Linked DNA regions of Gossypium arboreum: all the other regions are linked to region 3. Evidence: chromatin contacts called from public Hi-C data. All regions are on one chromosome and are shown on one strand. Each heading gives the region's core, a stretch centred on a gene start, on an enhancer-like site or on the middle of the called end of the contact. The rest is flanking DNA. Distances are from core to core; before and after follow the strand shown.

Region 1 (3,498 bases), core at 360-2,859, 280 kb after region 3:
GAATTTTAATAATTTTAATAATTAGAGTTGCATTTATTAATCCAAAAACAAAAAGATTAAATTCAAAATGTATAAAAAGTACAAAACTTAAAACATATTCTAACAACAAAAAAATTGAGAAAATTAAAAGATGAATCATAATATTTTATTTGATTTTGTTATGGTAATATTTGAATGAATTTGATTTTTTTGACATTCTAAAATCACATTTAATCAATTTTTATTGGTACTAGTACGTATCAATACCAGTCTATTTCAATGTATTGTTTTGTATTTATCATTATTTTCAAAAATATTTTATATATGTATATAAAAGATATTTACAAATATCAAATAATAAGATTAAATAAATCTCAAATATAAAACAATTATAAAAATAAAGTTTTTGGTCGTAGTGGTAAGGAAAATATTTTAAAAATATTAGTGGCATAAATTCAAATCTCACCATATGTAAATTTTAAGATACCAAAAAAATCTCATCAATTATATAAAATATTCTTTAATAAGCTTTACAAATGCAATCCTTCATTAAACAAACTCAAAATAAACAAGAAAATAACTATTTCATAAATTAAACAATAAGATCATCTCATACTATGCATATAACAATTCATAATTCAACAAATTTAAAATAAATAAATTTAAAATTATTTTTGGTACAAATAAATAATAAAATTTTAATTTAAAATATATTTCAAAATTAAGTATTTTAGTACCGGCCAATACACCATATTCCAATCGGTACAGGTGAAATCAACTAGCATGATCGATACCAACCGAAATTTGCACCGAAACTGAATTTAAAGTTTGTTGTTCTGATTTACTATCAGAACAGAATGTTTCGATCGATACGGGAACGATATTGACTATGATGATTGAAACTCTTTTTTTTTGTTTTATGGTTAAATCACATTTTAGGGTTTGAACTTAGCAACTCTTCTCACATTGATGCTTGAACTTTTTTTTTGTCTAAGTTAGACCCTGAACTAGGCAAATGTTTCCATATTGGAACATGAATTTTTTTTATTCAAGTTAATCCTTAAAAACCCTAAAATTAGGTCCCACTGTGAGAACAATTATCAAGTTCAGGGTCTAACTTGGACAAAAAAAATTCAGGCCCTAATAAGGGGGAAAGTTGCCAAGTTCAAGCCCTAATGTGAAAGAATTGCCAAATTCGGGATTTAACTTGGACAAAAAAATGTTTAGACCCCAATGTGAAAAAGTTATCTAGTTCAACCCCAAATTATAATTTAACCCTTTTTATTTTTAATATTTAATTATTTTAAGTTTTTATAATATAAAAATAAATTAGTTAAAAGTTTTGAAATGCTATACTATATATTAAAAAAATCAACAAAACAATAAAATCTATAGAACTCAGATTGGATTTAAGAAAAACTTAATAGTCAACCCATTAGTCGTATTTCTGGTAGAATTTTACTCTCTTCTTATAATTCATAAAAGAAATGATGTAGGAATCAAATATAATTATAGTATAAAATAGTGTATCGCAGCTTTGAATTTTATAAAAAAAAAAATACGCAATGCTCCAGAAAGTTGGAGAGAGAAGGTGGTTTTTATATATTGAGACTTTTGAAATTGAGAAGGTGAGAGTGAGTTTCCTCTTCCTAATCTTTATTTTATTATAATCATATTTGTCTGAATGACTTTGTTTTTCATACTGGGTTTTATTTGAAACACATATAGTTATTGCAATAATATAAAGACACTGAACTGATATCTTCTTCTTTTTTTAATTTTGTCTTTATAACGGTAGAACTTCACGAGGTTGTGTCAGATTTTCTTTTCAAAACCAAATCCAAACCTTTATCCCTATTTATTTTAAAGCTTATGCTTTTTTGTTACTGTTCCAAAGCTTTTCACACTTTCCTTCTTTACTTTTCCTTAGTATTTGAAAGCAATGGGGAAGACTACAAGGTGGCTCAAGTCAGTTTTAGGCATGAAAAAGGAAAAAGAAAAAACCCCCATTCAGCATTCTGTTTTATACGACAAGAATGACAAGAAAACGTGGAGTTTTGCCAAGTCCGGGAAAGATGTCGACGCAAATTCTCAAACCCCATCGGCCGTCACTGATGCCGCTTGGCTTAGGTCCTACTTTGTCGAAACCGAGAAAGTGCAGAACAAACATGCCGTTGCTGTGGCTGCTGCTACAGCAGCTGCAGCCGATGCAGCTATGGCAGCAGCACAAGCTGCCGTCGCAGTCGTCAGGCTGACCAGCAATGCTAGAGCTTCTTTCTTGGCTGGAGGGAAGGAGAAGTGGGCAGCTGTTAAAATTCAAGCCGACTTTAGAGGTTACTTGGTAAGCGTTCTTTTTTTTTTTTTTTGGGGGGTTTGAACTAGGTATATTTGTTGAACTAGAATTTGAATCTTTCTTGCTTACCACATTAAAGAATTGATGACATTTTGACTAATGGGTCCATTTGTTAAACCTAATTTGCTTATATTTTTCAGTCACGGAAAGCTCTTAGAGCATTGAAAGGACTGGTGAGGTTGCAAGCTCTTGTTAGAGGTTATCTTGTGAGGAAGAGGGCTGCCGCAACTCTCCACAGTATGCAAGCTCTTATCCGAGCCCAATCCGCAGTCCGATCTCAACGGATGCGCCGCTCCTTCAATAAGGAGAATCGCTACCATCCCGAAAACCAGCCTCGGAAATCGATTGTAAGTAGCATTGTCATAACACTTGAAGTTTTTCTAATGTGTCATTTAGGTGATGTTATTCATTTCATTTTCAGGAAAGATTTGATGAATGGAGGAGTGAAATCAATGCGTATGATGACAACCCGAAAATAGTTGAAATCGACACGTTGAAGACAAGATCAAGGTCTCATCGGTTCAACACCGCGTTATCCGAATGCGGGGATGACTTGCCTTATCAAACAATCTCATCACCCCTTCCACGTCTGGTTCCGCCCAGAACATCGTTACCCCATTACCAAAATCTGAATGATTTCGAATGGTGCTTCAGCGGCGGTGACGAATGTAGGTTTGCTACCGCTCACAATACTCCTCGTTTTGGCAATGCAGGTCGGTCCAATGCTCCTACGACACCGACTCAGAGTGTGTGCGGGGACGGATATTTTAAGCCATATTCCAACTTCCCCAACTATATGACCAACACACAATCGTTTAAGGCGAAATTACGATCTTACAGTGCCCCAAAGCAAAGACCAGAATCAGGAGGTGCAAAGAAGAGGCTTTCGCACAATGAAATCATGGCTGCTAGAAACAGCATAAGTGGAGTTAGAATGAACAAATCATATTACCAAATTCATCATCAATTTTGAATAGGAAACAAAAAAAGATATGTTTTTTATTCCTGCTTTGTTATTACAACTTATTGTTTCTGTATATTCTTTGAAATTATATAAAAAAGTTCAAAATTTTAAAAAATCTTAAAAACTATAGGAATTACCAAAAATTCAATTAAGTGGAAAATGGAGAAAATACAAAAAAAAAATTGATAATTAAAATATAAAT
Region 2 (3,502 bases), core at 981-3,480, 400 kb after region 3:
AGTTTGAATAGCAATTTTGGGATAACTTCTCCACACGAAATGGTCCCTGTCATTTTGCTTGTACTCAGCAATTCTATTATAAAAAAGCTTTTTAAAAGGTGGTGAGAGTTTGTTGCACATACTAAAACAAGAAAATGACGGACACTTGGGTTTACATCAAATAAAACTCGATCATAGCATAGCTAGACATTTGTTATGTATCCCAGTGAATAATCGAAAAATGCTTTAGGAAGAGGGTTAATTTATTTTGGGGGCTTGAACTTCCTAATGGTTCTCAAATGAAGGTTTGAATATTTTTGGGCCCAAGTTAGTACCTAAACTAAACAATTGTTTTTTTCTTTTTTCTTTTTTTTTACAATTAATCCCTAACCTTGACAATTGATCCTTGATTGGGGCTTATATATATATTGTTGGTTAAACTTTTGTCAAGGGAATATCAGAGACTAAGTCCAAAAGCAATATCTTATCCTTGTGGTTGGGATGTTTAGTGAGCAGCTTACTCATTGGAAGTGACTTAGCATATTAAGGTTGGACGAAATTATTGAGTTCTGGAAAAGGCCCTACTTAGGAAGACCATGGGATTTATGATTATTACATGCCATTTCCTAAGGTCCATAACAATGCATTACTGAGATTTCTGAAAAAAGAGGGAAATGGAGAAAGACCTCTTCTACGTGTTGAACCAGAGACTAAAATATTATTAAATCTTATTTCCATTTACGTGAAAGGAAATTGAGTATATACTAATAAAGGATTAATTAGATTAAGATAAATGTCAGATACGAATATATATCTAACACAAGTATATTTAATTTTGTTTTTCATGAATTTGGAGGTCATATTTTCATACACATATCCAAATGTGCTGGACAAAAGTAATTTAAGCAAAATAAAAACTTAGGTCAACATAAATTCCGAATGCTGGAATTTTGGTAGGGTAAGGCCATATTGTGACTCTTGTAGGAAGAATGTGTACAACGTAACTAAATACAAGCTTCAAACTTTACATGCTACTCGAGTCAAACATAAATATGGCTCTTAGTAGAGATTATTAGTGCCCAACATACGATAAATACTTTAAACCAAATAAGCTTAATACACATGAAATATATAGATCAGATTAATAGAATCAATGACAATCAATATTAAGAAAAAGAGCGATAACTGACCTTCTTCCCACGAACCACAGCTCCAGGCTCTCCCTGGATGACCATGTACTTGGCGCCACCAAGGTGCAGCCCAGTTGGTGCAAGGGACCCAGGTTCATCAAAATCTTTCATGATGGCAGTAATCTCTTCAGGCTTAAACTGCAAATAAAAACCCAAAAAGAAGGGGAGGGGGAAGAAAGAAAAGAAAATCCCAAGTTAAGTAGAAAAGTGAGGATTGCAAGAAAATATACTTGTACCCTCTGTTACTAGAACTTGTTATCTCCCCAACAATTTTTGAATTGGTACACACGTTTCCAATTTGACAAGGCTAACGATCAAATTCAGAAAATTAATGATCTCATTAGTATATAGTTTATTATAAATTATTGAGTAAAACAAATAATTCACAAGGTTCAAAATTTATTTTATAATTATTTTATATAAAGTCAAAAACTATATATAGAAATTCTAAAAATCAGTTTATGTTTCAATAAATATAATTAAATTCCTACTAAAGAAATCATAAAAGACTACCTTATCAAATTATATTTCATAAAAAAAACAAATTATGTTCAAAATTTTTTTCTCGTATCAAACCGATTAGGTGAAAGATAATGTTAATTCTGTCAATTAAGGCTAATATGGAGGCAACAAGAAAAAAATCAATTCTTTATACATAAAATCAAACAAAATAAAGATCTCAGAACAATCAAATACAACATTGTATTAATAAATCATAAGCAAATACATATGATTTACAAATTAAAAACGGATAATCACATTATGAAATCAACGTATTAAGATGAGAAATAAATGGATTAATCAACCATAGAAAGAAATAGATATGAATTAAGTAAGGAGATGAAAGATCGGAAACGAAGAAAATATTGAAAAATGTACCGTAGGAAAAGCGGAGCTCTGGGCCCAAACACTTCCATCGAGACCGAGAATAGCAGCGGAGGATAAATGATGGCCGTTCTCGATTTCACACATCAAGTGATCATCAACGTAAGTTTGCCACGACATTGTTGTTTGATGAATCAAATTTCTTTAGCGTCGATCGAATTTGAATAGAAAGAGGAAGGAAGCAGTATAAATAGGAGGGATTAGTGGTTTTAAAGGAACATGGAAAAAGTGGGACCCAAAGAAAAAGGATATAAAAGAGGGAGGAAGTGACGTGGTTGCTCCTGATTCTTGCCATCTCATCTGCGGGGATTTGTTCAAAAGGACCAATGAAGCTCATTCTAATGGGCCATCATTTTTAATCCTCAAATCATAAACTACATCTTAAGATTTTTTTTATAAAATAATATTAACTACAACTTAAACCCCGCAGGAGTTGTTTATAAAGTAATAAAATTTATTAATTAAATTTATGATAATTTTTATTATTTATATATCATGTAATGTAAATTTATAATATTTCTTTGTATTCTAAAATAAATTTTAATGTATATTATTATTGGTAAATGTCAAAATTAATAAAAATAAATATAATTGTTATGAAATAAATAGAACAAAGAACAAAAGAAATAAAATAAGACTATTTCTAGTAAACATTAGAGATCTAATGTATATTAAATTTATCTTGATCATGATAGATATCCATTAAATAATAAAATATTTATTAGCACACCCTCCATTGGTACATAACATGACTCATTAAAACATTACTAAAACAAGAACCTTGTGGGAAAAATAAATTCCTAGCAGAGGAAAAAATACATATATTTATAATACGCATAACATACTATTTCATTAAACATCTTACTAGAAAAACTCAATGGGACAAAACTTTGACTAAGGGAAAAAGAGTACTACCCGTATTTACTCTCCGGCCCTCATAATTATAACAAACTTTAATCATGATCCTTATATAATAACACATGTTCAAATCAAATCAATAAATATTTACGCAAATATATTGAACAATTTTCAAGGAATTTTTATATACTTCTAGCATTTTAAATCCTTCAATACTTTTAATATAAACTTCCAATATATGATTATTCATATAAAAGTCATAACAACAACCATTAGACGCGTGTTAAATCTTTCATGAACTGCTAGACTAATGAGATATCTAAATGTTTATTAAATCCACCATAAAATAATATTATATCTTCCCATAACCAATGCTAGGACTTAGCAAAAAACTTTATTTTTCTTATTTCGTTTTCGCAAACTTACTCATATATACCCCACTAGCATTATATCTTTACTCATATATACCCCACTAGCATTATATCTTTTACTGTTTGGACCATTAGTTCAAAAACTTCTCAAATCCAATTCTACTTGAATTACGTCTTTCCATTTTGGACAATTATTTCATGTCTATATTTCTCAACAAT
Region 3 (3,550 bases), core at 709-3,208:
ATACGGTTCACCAGGAACTGCAATATATATAAGCAAGCTATAGTCTAAAACTTTCTGCTATAAGAGGAGAACTAAACAGTAAGTAAATCCAACAAAATTAACAAGAGAAATGTCTATTCTCGGTATGCATTGCCAGTTGCAAACAACACACAAGGCATAATGAAAAAACACCAATTAATAGCCCTGTAATTCAAGGAAATAGATCATAAAGCAAAGACATTTGTCAATTCTAATCACAGCTATAAAACAAGAATATGCATGAACTCATTATTGCTTTCATTAATATGATATTGTTTGCATATCCGAAATCCATGACATTACCACCTTCCCTCAAAGTTCACATTATGACTTCAGATAGAAACCAAGTAGGCTCCAGTTCCAAGTCCTTAGTATACCTAATTATAAACTATGGGCAAAAATCTTATTTTACCAACTTTGTTAACTCCTGTATTTGCAAAACTTAAAGAGTTCTCAGAAACTATGCAATTATCATCAAAATCATAAATGCCCATCTCTTGAAAAGCAACTCAATATGGATATCTCCAAACAAATAGCATTCCTCATGCAAATTCCTAAGAAACCACACACAGAAAATGGTGAAAAGAATAAACAGAAAAAATTAAATGATTTTTGAGGCAAACCTGAATTCAAGGGAATATAGTACAAAGCACCAACAGTGACATTATCAGGATTTGAAATCCCATTAACTTGCTCAATACTATCCATGCTAACCCCAAATCTACTAGCTAAAGATTGCACACTGTCCCCATCTTTCATCACATAACTCATCAAGTAGTTCCACAAACTACTTGAACACCCACAAAACAGCCTCAAAGACACCACAGCTCCAATCCTTGCCGGCCTGCTAACATTTGGAACCATTGCAAGCCTATCATAAGCCTCTAAAATCATGTCATAAACATACCCTTGATTTGATCTCACTGTAAAGGTTGTGTTTGTTGCATAATTCTTGGAGGATGTCAAGCAAGAACAGTTCTTTTTTATGAATATGTAGCCATGGCTGTCCTCTCCTTCAACTGTAATGTCTTGTGGTATCACATCAAACATGCTCTGGATCACTGCTAGACTTTGGTTTCCCTGCGGCTTAAAAGCCAAAAAAGATGTGCATAATCTTGATGTGTCCGTACAATTCATGGGTATTGTAGCAGAAGAAGAATCCAAGGCATTGAGGGTTTGAACAATAAGAAGAAAGATTAATGGTAGAAGAATCCCAAATTGTGAAACCTTAGGATCCATTTTTCTTGTTTCTAACAAAAAAAAAAAAAAGAAAAGTTTGAAACTTTGAGCTAAAATTAAGTGCAAAAAATAGATAAAAAATAGAGTTTGATCAAACAACTCGGCCTAAAAGGGTTAACACAAAAAAGTTTAGGACTAGATAGAGAGAAAACTAGATCAAACATAAATTAGACTTGATAAAAGTTTGAGCAAGGTTTAGCTTTTGCTGTAAATGATGAGCAAGAAGTATGAATCTAAAACAAAATCAGACAAAGAGAAGCAAAGGGTCAGTGAAGAAACTAGAGCTAAGTTCACGAAAATCCTGGCTTTTACTATTTCTTTTCCTTGAAGAGGTTAAAGAAAATGGTAGATTTAGATAGATGGTAGTAAAAAAAGAAGCTCAAAGAAAATATATTGGAAGATTAGAGGGAAAATGAAAGTGAGATTTTTGCTAAGCAAAAATGGAAGGTGGGGATTTAAGCTTCAAATTTTAAGGAGGTTTGAAGGACACAAGTAGAAAGGAATGAGATGACTCTAAACAGAGCATGTTCGACTGTTTTTATTTTTCTTTTTCTTTTTTTCCCTCTGTTGCGGTTGGTAACTCCTTAATTCAGTCCTTCACTGTAAAAAGGGAAAGGGAGTCTCAAATACATACAAACAGGAAGCCATCCCCATCCACTTTCATAGCTATTTGCTGCCCCGCACTGCCCTGCCCTGCCCACCTTTCCTTGAATATTTTCGTTTTTTTTATTTCTAACAAAGTTTGTCCATTTTAATTAAGTTTAATTATAAAAAATTATAAATTATTAAAATAATAAAATTATATTTTTTATTATCGTAAAAATATATTATTAAAATCGAATCTTTCTCAAATTTTCAGACTTTGCTCCGGCACACATACATATATTTATATGAATAGAAAATTAATACAATACTCATGATATGTGTTAATTCTTGATTATATTGATGAAGTTAATTGTTTAATATATTTGTGTTTTATGTTTAAAATTTATTATGATTAAAATTTTAATAATTTATAATAATTTCATTTACATATGAAAATTTATTCTAATAACTGAATTAATGCTTAATTATCTTACTATACCAAGTCAATAAAAATAAAAATATAAACTAAATCAAATTTATATATTTTAAAAATGAGGATAATATAAAATGCAGTAAAATTTCGAAAAAATACTTAAATTTCTATGATTCAACTAAAAAGAATAAAAAGTATTTATTAAATTTATTGTCAAATCAACTGAATTTCTTTCATTCAAAGTGCATTTTGCAATTGTCTACGGAATACTTCAGAAATGGTATTAAAAATGTAGTACTTTCACTAAATATTTTTAAACCCACTTTTATTCTAAATTAATTTCTAAATTTTAAATTATTCTAATAAAATTCTTAAAGCATCTCGGTTATATTAATTAGATTCTTTTATTATTAAAATTGTTAATTTAACTATTAAATTATATATTAAATTTTATGTAACATCATTTTAAATAAAACATTATAAAAATATTTTAAAAATCTAATCTTAAAATTTTCGAATCTTTTATAAAACTTTTATCTTACATTTCTTTTTTATTATTTACAAGATACAAATATGATATAACAAAATACATAAATCTCTCTCACACACAAGAAACACTCAAAAGGATTGGAAGGGTAAATTGGGAAATAAAATTCACGGGGCATTGAGTGTTGGGAAAAGGATTGGCACAAGTTGTGAAGAGCTGGAATTGAGAAAGATAGTTGGTTGGGCCCCGCAATTAGGCGCCATTTTTATAAGATTGATCGCCGATCATTTCCCAAACTGATCGCCTTACTTACCTCACTTATCCACACTTTCACGTTGTCGAAGTCAATCGTTGCACATTTCAAACACCTTCGCTTGTAAGGTTTGACTCAATTTGACCATTAATTTGCTATCCTTTCGAATGATTAATATAACCTTCCATTATAATATATTGTTGGTATCATCTATATTCTATATTATAGATAATAAGGTGCTTAAATTCTAATTGTTTAAAAATAAATATTGTCTATTATTTAAATTTCAAAATTAATATTTTCTAAATTGACTGTAATTAAATTTATTTATTATCTTTTAAAGAAGGTTAAAATTGGACATTTGAATATATTTCTAAAGAAGAATATATAGAAAGAGATCGAACGAGCGACATTTACTTACAATTAATGGTTGTATTTTTTTTTTTAAAAAAGTTTGGTGATAAAACCTTTGAATTTGTTTGACTTCTTTTACCCTCCAATTGCTTAACAAAGATTTTATAATTGAAGTGGGATA

Evidence for each region. A called contact is a pair of places that touch in the nucleus more often than the background predicts.
Region 1: a contact with region 3 is called in a Hi-C map of leaf, with 1.7 times the contacts expected there. The contact joins the promoter of LOC108466411 here to the promoter of LOC108486133 in region 3. A contact is called at or near these places in 2 of 5 Hi-C or Micro-C datasets (both in leaf).
Region 2: a Hi-C map of leaf shows a contact between it and region 3, with 3 times the contacts expected there. The contact joins the promoter of LOC108466410 here to the promoter of LOC108486133 in region 3. A contact is called at or near these places in 3 of 5 Hi-C or Micro-C datasets (all in leaf).

What each region holds. Positions count from the first base shown.
Region 1 is chr2:28,325,376-28,328,873 of ASM2569848v2, forward strand. LOC108466411 (protein IQ-domain 26-like) reads left to right here and starts at 1,610. Exons shown (of 3, transcript XM_053020901.1): 1 at 1,610-2,320; 2 at 2,473-2,679; 3 at 2,754-3,498. The coding sequence starts at 1,922. The coding sequence ends at 3,305.
Region 2 is chr2:28,446,227-28,449,728 of ASM2569848v2, forward strand. It overlaps LOC108466410 (profilin-3-like), which reads right to left and starts at 2,231. Exons shown (of 3, transcript XM_053020906.1): 1 at 2,049-2,231; 2 at 1,170-1,307. The coding sequence starts at 2,174.
Region 3 is chr2:28,046,434-28,049,983 of ASM2569848v2, forward strand. LOC108486133 (lysM domain receptor-like kinase 3) reads right to left here and starts at 1,959. Exons shown (of 11, transcript XM_017789976.2): 1 at 642-1,959; 2 at 1-17. The coding sequence starts at 1,257.